Linked DNA regions of Oryctolagus cuniculus: region 1 is linked to region 2. The links are chromatin contacts, called in public Micro-C maps. All regions are on one chromosome and are shown on one strand. Each heading gives the region's core, a stretch centred on a gene start, on an enhancer-like site or on the middle of the called end of the contact. The rest is flanking DNA. Distances are from core to core; before and after follow the strand shown. Region 1 holds the start of LRRC3 (leucine rich repeat containing 3). Region 2 holds the start of UBE2G2 (ubiquitin conjugating enzyme E2 G2).

Region 1 (3,604 bases), core at 761-3,260, 220 kb before region 2:
GGTAGCAGTGAGGGGGACCCGCACTCAGTTCCTGGCTTCAGCGCCCCGGGGCTGGAGCGGGCATCTGGGGGAGTGAGCCAGCAGATCGGAGCTCTGCCTCCCAGGAAGAAAGACCCTCAGTGGTTGACTATTTGTTAAATAACTCAACCGTGTGTTAGATGATGATACGCCACGAGCAACCGCGCTCAGACCTAGAGCTCGAGGCTGACTCACTGTCTGAAATCAACCAGGACAACCCACCGCAGGATCTATCAGCCTTCTCGGCAGATGCAGACAAGGTAAAACCCAGCCGGCCCCTCTGGCACGCCTCTCGGCACGCGAGAGGAGGGACGACGTTTCCATAATTAACAAAGTCCTGGACGCTGGACGATCCACGCGAAAAGGAAGCTTGCGGCCCTGCCTCGGGCCATGGTCACTCAGAACGGGGCGCCCCAACCATGAAGCCCCGGGGCTGGGGGCTGGGCCAATATCTCTCACACCGTCAGCCCAGGCACCACCCAGAAAACACCAGTAACCGGACGTTAAAAATTCTGCTGATTGAAAACCGTGAAGATAAAGAGAAAATCCCGAGTGACACAACGTATTCGGGAGCCCCACACCTGCAGGGCGCCCCAGACCTGACCACAGCTTCCGGAGGGCAGGCGGACAGCACAAGTCCCAAGCTGCTGGGACCCCAGCCACCGGGGCGGTGCGCACGGAGACCAGGTGGAAAGGAGACGGCTCCCAGAGCCGGGCAGGATGCGGACACAGAGCAGAACCACGGCCGCGCATCTGAGGACCACGTGACGTCAGACGGGCCGAGGGCATGGGGAACACGTGACGTCAGACGGGCAGAGGGCAGGGACCCGAGGAGCACGTGACGTCAGCAGGTCAGAGCGCACCAGGAGCCGGGCAAGGCGGGAACGCAGGTCCTCCGTGGCCTCGGCGTCGTCGGGCGCGTCCCTGGCGCTGACCCCTGAGGAAGAAGGGCGTCTGTCCACCGACCTGTGCGGCCTTCCGGTCCGGTTCGCCCGCACAGCCGCCCAGCACCGCGCACCACCGCACGAGCCCATTCCGGAATAACCGCCGGGCGCAGACGTCCCGCACGAGTGCCCGCCCGTCACGGCGGGAACCGTCGCCGCAGGGGCATGAGTGACCCAAGGAACACGTCACCCTCGGGGCCAGCGGGCCACGGGAAGCCTTGCGCGGCCTCGCAGCTGCGGACCGGAGCGGGAGCCCCGCGTCTGAGCACGAGGTGTGCGCCGTCCACCGAACTACGGCGCGGGCTGGCTTAAGAACCCCTCGGGCGGCCAGACGCGCGCCACACCCGAGTAGGGGCCGTGGGGCAGGGGCCCAGGTGCGCGGGTTCCTCCCCGCTCCCCGCTCCGCACCAGGCCCGCGACGGACGCCCAGCAGCCGGAGCGCGGGGCAGGGCAGGGGCAGGGGCGGGGCAGGGGCAAGGGCTGGGCGCAGCCGGAGCTCGGGGCAGGGGCAGGGGCGGGGCAGGGGCAAGGGCTGGGCGCAGCCGGAGCTCGGGGCAGGGCAGGGGCAGGGCAGGGACAGGGGCGGGGCAGGGCTGGCCCACCCAGGGTTGGTCCCCCGGCCGCATAGCCCCGCCTCGTCGCCAGCCCCGCCCACCGCCCCTCCCTCCCGGGGTCTCAGGACCAGTACGCGTGCTCAGCGGTCTCAAAGCTCCGCCCCTCGCCGCTCTCAGGCCCCGCCCTTGGCCTCGCCCACAGTCCCCGCGGCCTGCTGGGTATCGGAACCCGCTCACGTCCTCAACTGTGCCAAAGTCCCGCCCCTCACCGCTCTCAGGCCCCGCCCCATGCCTCCGCCCCGCCATTGGCCCCGCCCACACGCCCGCTCTCAGTCCCCGCAGCCCGCTGGGTGTCCGAATCGCTCGCGTCCCCGTCCCCAGCTCCGTTTAAAAGCCCCGCCCCGCCCCGCCCCTCCCTTCCCACCAGCTCCTGCTCGGCCCCGCCCACGGCCCCGGCCCCGCCCCCGAGGCCCCGCCCGCCTCTCTCAGGTCCCGCCCCGCCCCGGGCGCCGCCCCGGCCGGCCGCGCAGTCCGAGCTGCGGCCTCCGAAGCGAGCGGGCGTGGGCAGAGGGCCTCGGGGCGGCCACGCGGGGTGTGGCCCCGGGTCCGCTGTGAGAGACCAGGAGCGGCGCGTGGAGCAGCCTCTGGCCGGGGCCGCGCAGGTAAAGCCCGGCCCTGCCCCGCCCCACCCCGAGCTTGGGTGCCCCCTCCCCGTCTACTCCTGGGGGTCCACTGCCCAAGCCCCCGCCCGGGGTTTCGCGCTGCCCCAGGTCTCCATCCCGCGCGGCCGCGCCCGACCCGGTGTCTCCTTCCCGCTGCTCCTCGGGTGTTGTATTGATCAGGCTGTATTGATTATTGATCGCACTGTATAGATCAGGTTATTGACCAGTCTGTATTGGTCATGCTGTGTGGACTGCTGATCACGACGCTCTTCAGGGACTGTCTTCATGGGCCTCCTGTGGCGCCCAGAGCAGACTGCCCTACCTTTTGGTCAGCGGGTGGCCCCAGGGGCTGGGGCTGGGGCTGGGCCTCCTGACGGGCCAGCCTCAGGGGTCTTCCACCATCAGCCCAGGGCCGCGGGCCACACCAGCCTCCAAGTCCTCCCCCTGCTGGTGCCCTGTTCCCCACTGGGGCGGGATGGACAGACCTGGCCCGGGGACCTCCTGCCTGCTTCCTCTTCTCTTTCAGAACTGAAGGTCCCTGCTTTTCCTGACGGGTCTGCGGTGGACAGGCCCCCCTCCCCGCGGTGGACAGCGCAGAGGAGCCAGCCGCGGCCCTGGGCGAGCCAGCATGGGCCCCCCAGGCAGGCAGGGCCCGCCTTCCCTGCTGCTCCCGGCCCCCGCGCCCTGCCTCTTCCTGCTCTTCTGCTTGCCCCTGGGCGCCTCCTGCCCGCAGAGCTGCCAGTGCCCGGACCACGCGGGCGCCCTGGCCGTCCACTGCAGCGCCAGGGGCCTGCAGGAGGTCCCCAGGGACATCCCGGCCGAGGCGGTGCTCCTGAAGCTGGATGCCAACCGGATCTCCCACATCCCCAATGGAGCCTTCCAGCACCTGCAGCAGCTGCGCGAGCTGGACCTGTCTCAGAACGCCATCGAGACCATCGGCCCCGCCGCCTTCTCGGGCCTGGCCGGGGGCCTGCGGCTGCTGGACCTGTCCCACAACCGCATCCGGAAGATTCCCAAGGACGCCCTGGGCAAGCTGAGCGCCAAGATCCGGCTGTCCCACAACCCCCTGCACTGTGAGTGCGCCCTGCAGGAGGCCCTGTGGGAGCTGAAGCTGGACCCCGACTCGGCGGCCGAGATGGCCTGCCACACCTCGGTGCAGGAGGAGTTCGTGGGGAAGCCGCTGATCCAGGCGCTGGACTCGGGCGTCAGCTTCTGCAGCGTGCACAAGACCACTGACGTGGCCATGCTGGTGACCATGTTCGGCTGGTTTGCCATGGTTATCACCTACATTGTGTACTACGTGCGCCACAACCAGGAAGACGCCAGGAGGCACCTGGAGTACCTGAAGTCCCTGCCCAGTGCCCCTGCCTCCAAGGAAGCCGTCAGCCCTGTGCCCTAGCGTCCACTTCGCACCGACCCCACCTGC
Region 2 (3,778 bases), core at 1,103-3,602:
ACACGGAGTGTGCAGGGGGGCCACGTAAGGACTCGGGTAATGGGCGAGCGGCCTGCTTGGACCCGCACTGCAACAGGCTCTGTGCGTGGAGCGAGAGCTGCCCCAGACCTCAGGATGAAGAGGAGCCCGGGCCAGCGTGGGGGTGGGGAGTGGGGGAGCGCGGGGGGCCCTCCCCGGGTTACACGCGGCTGTGCAGTGAGGCATCAGGGCACTGAGGGCTTTTAGCCCAAACAACCGGACAAACGAGATGAGAAAGCAGGAGGAGTCCAGTTTCAGACCCACAATTTTGGGGCCCCACTAGATACTGTACCAGGGTTTTTACGTCCCCCCAAAACTTGTGTACCCAGCATGTGTGAATGTGACCTTATTTGGAAATGCAGCATTTGAAGTCGCTGATCACCAACGACTGATGTCCTGATAAGGGCAACACCACCACCGTGCGTGCGCGCACACACACGCGTGCGTACACACACCCCTGACAGGCGGGGTCAGAGGTCGGAGTTCCGCCACCAGGAGCCAAGAACACCGAGGACTGTGGGCAACCACCAGGGGCGGAAGAGACAGGGAAGGAGTCTCCCCAGAACCCTCAGAGGCAGCACAGTCCTGCCAGCACCTTGACTGGAGACTTCTGGGCCCCAGAGCGGGAGAGGACAGAACGCGGGCGCCAAGGGCCGCGCTGGCAGCATTGATCACGCAGCCCTGGGCCTGAGCCCTGGACAGAGGATGCGCGAAGCCTCCAGAAGCCTGCAGTGAGGCGTCTGCGGCCGCCTCCTGTCTCTTCTGACCCCGTGGACCTGGGCTCATCACTCTGCCTGGAGGTCAACTGGCTGTAGGCGCAGGCGCCCGGGCAGAGTCTAGCTACCGGTCTCCGTCCTGCGATTACTCCCAAAGGCAGCGAGCTGGCCAGAACGTCCCTCCGACCTGCCCACACCCTGTTCAGGGGCTGCCTTCTCCTGGGACGTGCTGAGCACAAGCCACACGCCCGGCCAGTGCTGAAACCTCACCGCGTGTCCGGGCCGCAGGGGCAAGGCCTCTTCCGTGCTCAGCGTCCGCACACTGCGTCCGCGTGTTCATCTTGTGTCACGGCCAACACAGTGACCACTTGGCGGGTGAAACAATGCCCATTGATGACCTCACAGTTCCCACGTGTCGGACGTCTGGGCCGAGCAGGGCAGCCGGTTCTGTTTAGCTTCCCAAAGCCAGAATCAAGATGCTGGCCGGGCTGCCGCCCAAGTTTACTCAGCGGCTGGCACGGTGGCTGCAGTGCCACGTGGCTGGAGCAGAGGCCCCAGGCTCCTGCCTGTTGGCCCAGGGCCGCGGGGCAGGCAGCCTCCTCCCGCCTTGGTCCGTTCAGGGCAGAATCGCCTCCCTCTAGACTCAGGAACTTAATCGTATCCCTAAGCCCCCACTCCCACTAGTTTGGTGACGGGGCCCGGGGTCCCGGGGAGGCATCCGTGGAGCCCCGCCCTCCGCATCCACCCCGGGGTTTCAGGCAGGGACACACAGCACAGCTCCGGGCCAGCGGCTCTAGGGCTCACGGCTGCAACCGACAACCGGGCCGAAGCAGGGCCGGAGCTCTGGCAAGGACAACAAGCGGGGAACACCTCTGCCGGCGCGCGTCCCGCCGGGAAGCCCGAACTCCACGCTGCAAGGCTGGGTCGGGCGGCACGGGCGCAAGGGGGGCTGCCTTCGGGATACGTGAGCAAGTCAGCACCTGCTCGTCCAGACTAGGGCCAACGGAACCAGAACGGAACCAGACCCCCGGCCCCGCCCGGGCTGCCCCAGGGCAGGCCCCGCCCGGGTCCTCCCACAGCCGCCGCCGCCCCGGAAGCGCCAGTGCACCTGTGTCCACCACTTGCTTCTACGACACTCGCTGTTCTACCCAACGCCCAAGTTCCTCCCGACAGCGAGCGCGGGCTCTGTGCGGCACCCGCCGCGAGCCGGGCGGACGGGACGTGGCGGGGCCCGCACCGCACCTCACGCCTAGTCGGGGGCTCCCGACCAGAGAGGCGCCGGCGCCAGCCCAGCTCCGGAAGCCCCGGCCTGACCGGCCCTCGCCTCGGCGCTCCCGCGGCCGAGGGCCACCGCGCCGGGCTCCGTCCTCGGTCTCGCGCACGCGGGCGCCCCGTCCCGAGCTCCTGCGCGAGGCCCCGGCTCCCCCGGGTCCCAGGCCGCAGCCCGCCGCCCCGGACTCACGTTTGTACTCGGCCATCAGCCTCTTGAGCGCCGTACCCGCCATGGCCCGGCGACAGCTGGCTCAGCGGCCTCGCCGCATCCGCGCTCGTCCCTCCCGCCCCCTCGCGAGGGACTTCTTCCGGGTCGCCGCCGTGGGCGCGCAAGCCCTTCCGGGGCGAGGCGGGGCGCGCATGCGCGGCGTCGCAGCAGGGCTGAGCCGGTGTGTGGGCGCCCGGGCGTCTTCCGGGCGGGGCTCGGCACCGGTGGGCGGCGCGTTCCGGCGTCGGGGAGCGGGGCCGCGCCTCGGGGCTCGGCCGGGAGGAGGGCGGAGGCCGCAGCCCGAGTTCCGGCCCTCCCTTCCTGCGCCCAGTGTGTGCGGGCCGCGGTCCCCGGCGCCCGCCTTCTCTGAGGGGCGGTCCCGTCGGCCCCGGCGCCCGCCTTCCCTGAGGGGCGGTCCCGTCGGCCGCCCTGTCGGGTGCTGGGGGCCCCGAACTCGCCCACCGCGGCCTGCCTCCTCCGTCGCGGAAGGGACTCCTCCCGCGGGCGGCCGTGGCCTCCGTCGGCGTGGTCGAGGGCGGCAGAGGACTGTGGGGATGTCCGTCCTCCACGGCGGGACGCAGGCGTCCTCGCTGTGCCCCGGGCGTCCCGCCTGCGCGGGTCTACACACAGAGCTCCTCGGGGCTGCCGGCCACGCTCCAGCCCTGGCGTCCAGGTGTCGTTTGCTACTCACCGATGGCACTGTTTTGAAAAACGCGGGTTGGGCCGGCGCCGCGGCTCACTAGGCTAATCCTCCGCCTGCGGCGCCGGCACCCCGGGTTCTAGTCCCGGTCGGGGCGCCGGATTCTGTCCCGGTTGCCCCTCTTCCAGGCCAGCTCTCTGCTGTGGCCAGGGAGTGCAGTGGAGGATGGCCCAGGTGCTTGGGCCCTGCACCCCATGGGAGACCAGGAGAAGCACCTGGCTCCTGCCTTCGGATCAGCGCGGTGCGCCGGCCGCAGCGGCCATTGGAGGGTGAACCAACGGCAAAGGAAGACCTTTCTCTCTGTCTCTCTCTCTCACTGTCCACTCTGCCTGTCAAAAAAAAAAATGCGGTTTGTAGCTCGCTTTGTCACCGGAGGGAAGGCCGTGGAGGCCGTGGGTTCTCGTCTTCCAGCAGCAAATCCAGGCGTGAGACAGAGCGGAGTGATGAGGCTTCACTGGGGACAGGCACCGGTCAGGACGGAAGGGACAGAGAGCGCCCAGCCGCTGGGACTGGGGGCAGCGAGGCCACGTGGCTGAGTGGAGGGACACACCTGGGCAGGCCAGGCGGGCGGTCAGCGCAGAGCAGAGGGCCGAGCGCCGGCGGTGGGGCTCCCTGGGTTTTTAAGGGCGTCTCTTTACCCCTCCCCCTCTCCTCCTGGACAAAGGGTGGGGAGTCCTGGCGGAAGGGTTTATTGGGTGAAAATTAGCAAATTCCTCCCAGATTCGCTGGCTCCTGGCAGAGTAGGGGGGCCCCCCTAGGGCGTCTGGGAAGGCTTTAGTGCCCCGCGTCCTCAGGTCAGGAGCCCCTTTGGTCCTGAGGAGAGAATTCTGGGAGCTTTCCCCGGGGCAGGGCTGGGACCCCCTG

Evidence for each region. Hi-C and Micro-C count contacts between places; a contact is called where the count stands out from the background.
Region 1: a Micro-C map of ear pinna shows a contact between it and region 2, with 2.4 times the contacts expected there. The contact joins the promoter of LRRC3 here to the promoter of UBE2G2 in region 2. A contact is called at or near these places in 3 of 6 Hi-C or Micro-C datasets (ear pinna, skin fibroblasts and an unstated tissue).

The regions. Positions count from the first base shown.
Region 1 is chr4:1,990,169-1,993,772 of mOryCun1.1, reverse strand. LRRC3 (leucine rich repeat containing 3) reads left to right here and starts at 2,010. Exons shown (of 2, transcript XM_008252307.4): 1 at 2,010-2,178; 2 at 2,705-3,604. The coding sequence starts at 2,807. The coding sequence ends at 3,577.
Region 2 is chr4:1,770,194-1,773,971 of mOryCun1.1, reverse strand. UBE2G2 (ubiquitin conjugating enzyme E2 G2) reads right to left here and starts at 2,352. Exons shown (of 6, transcript XM_051839980.2): 1 at 2,197-2,352. The coding sequence starts at 2,239.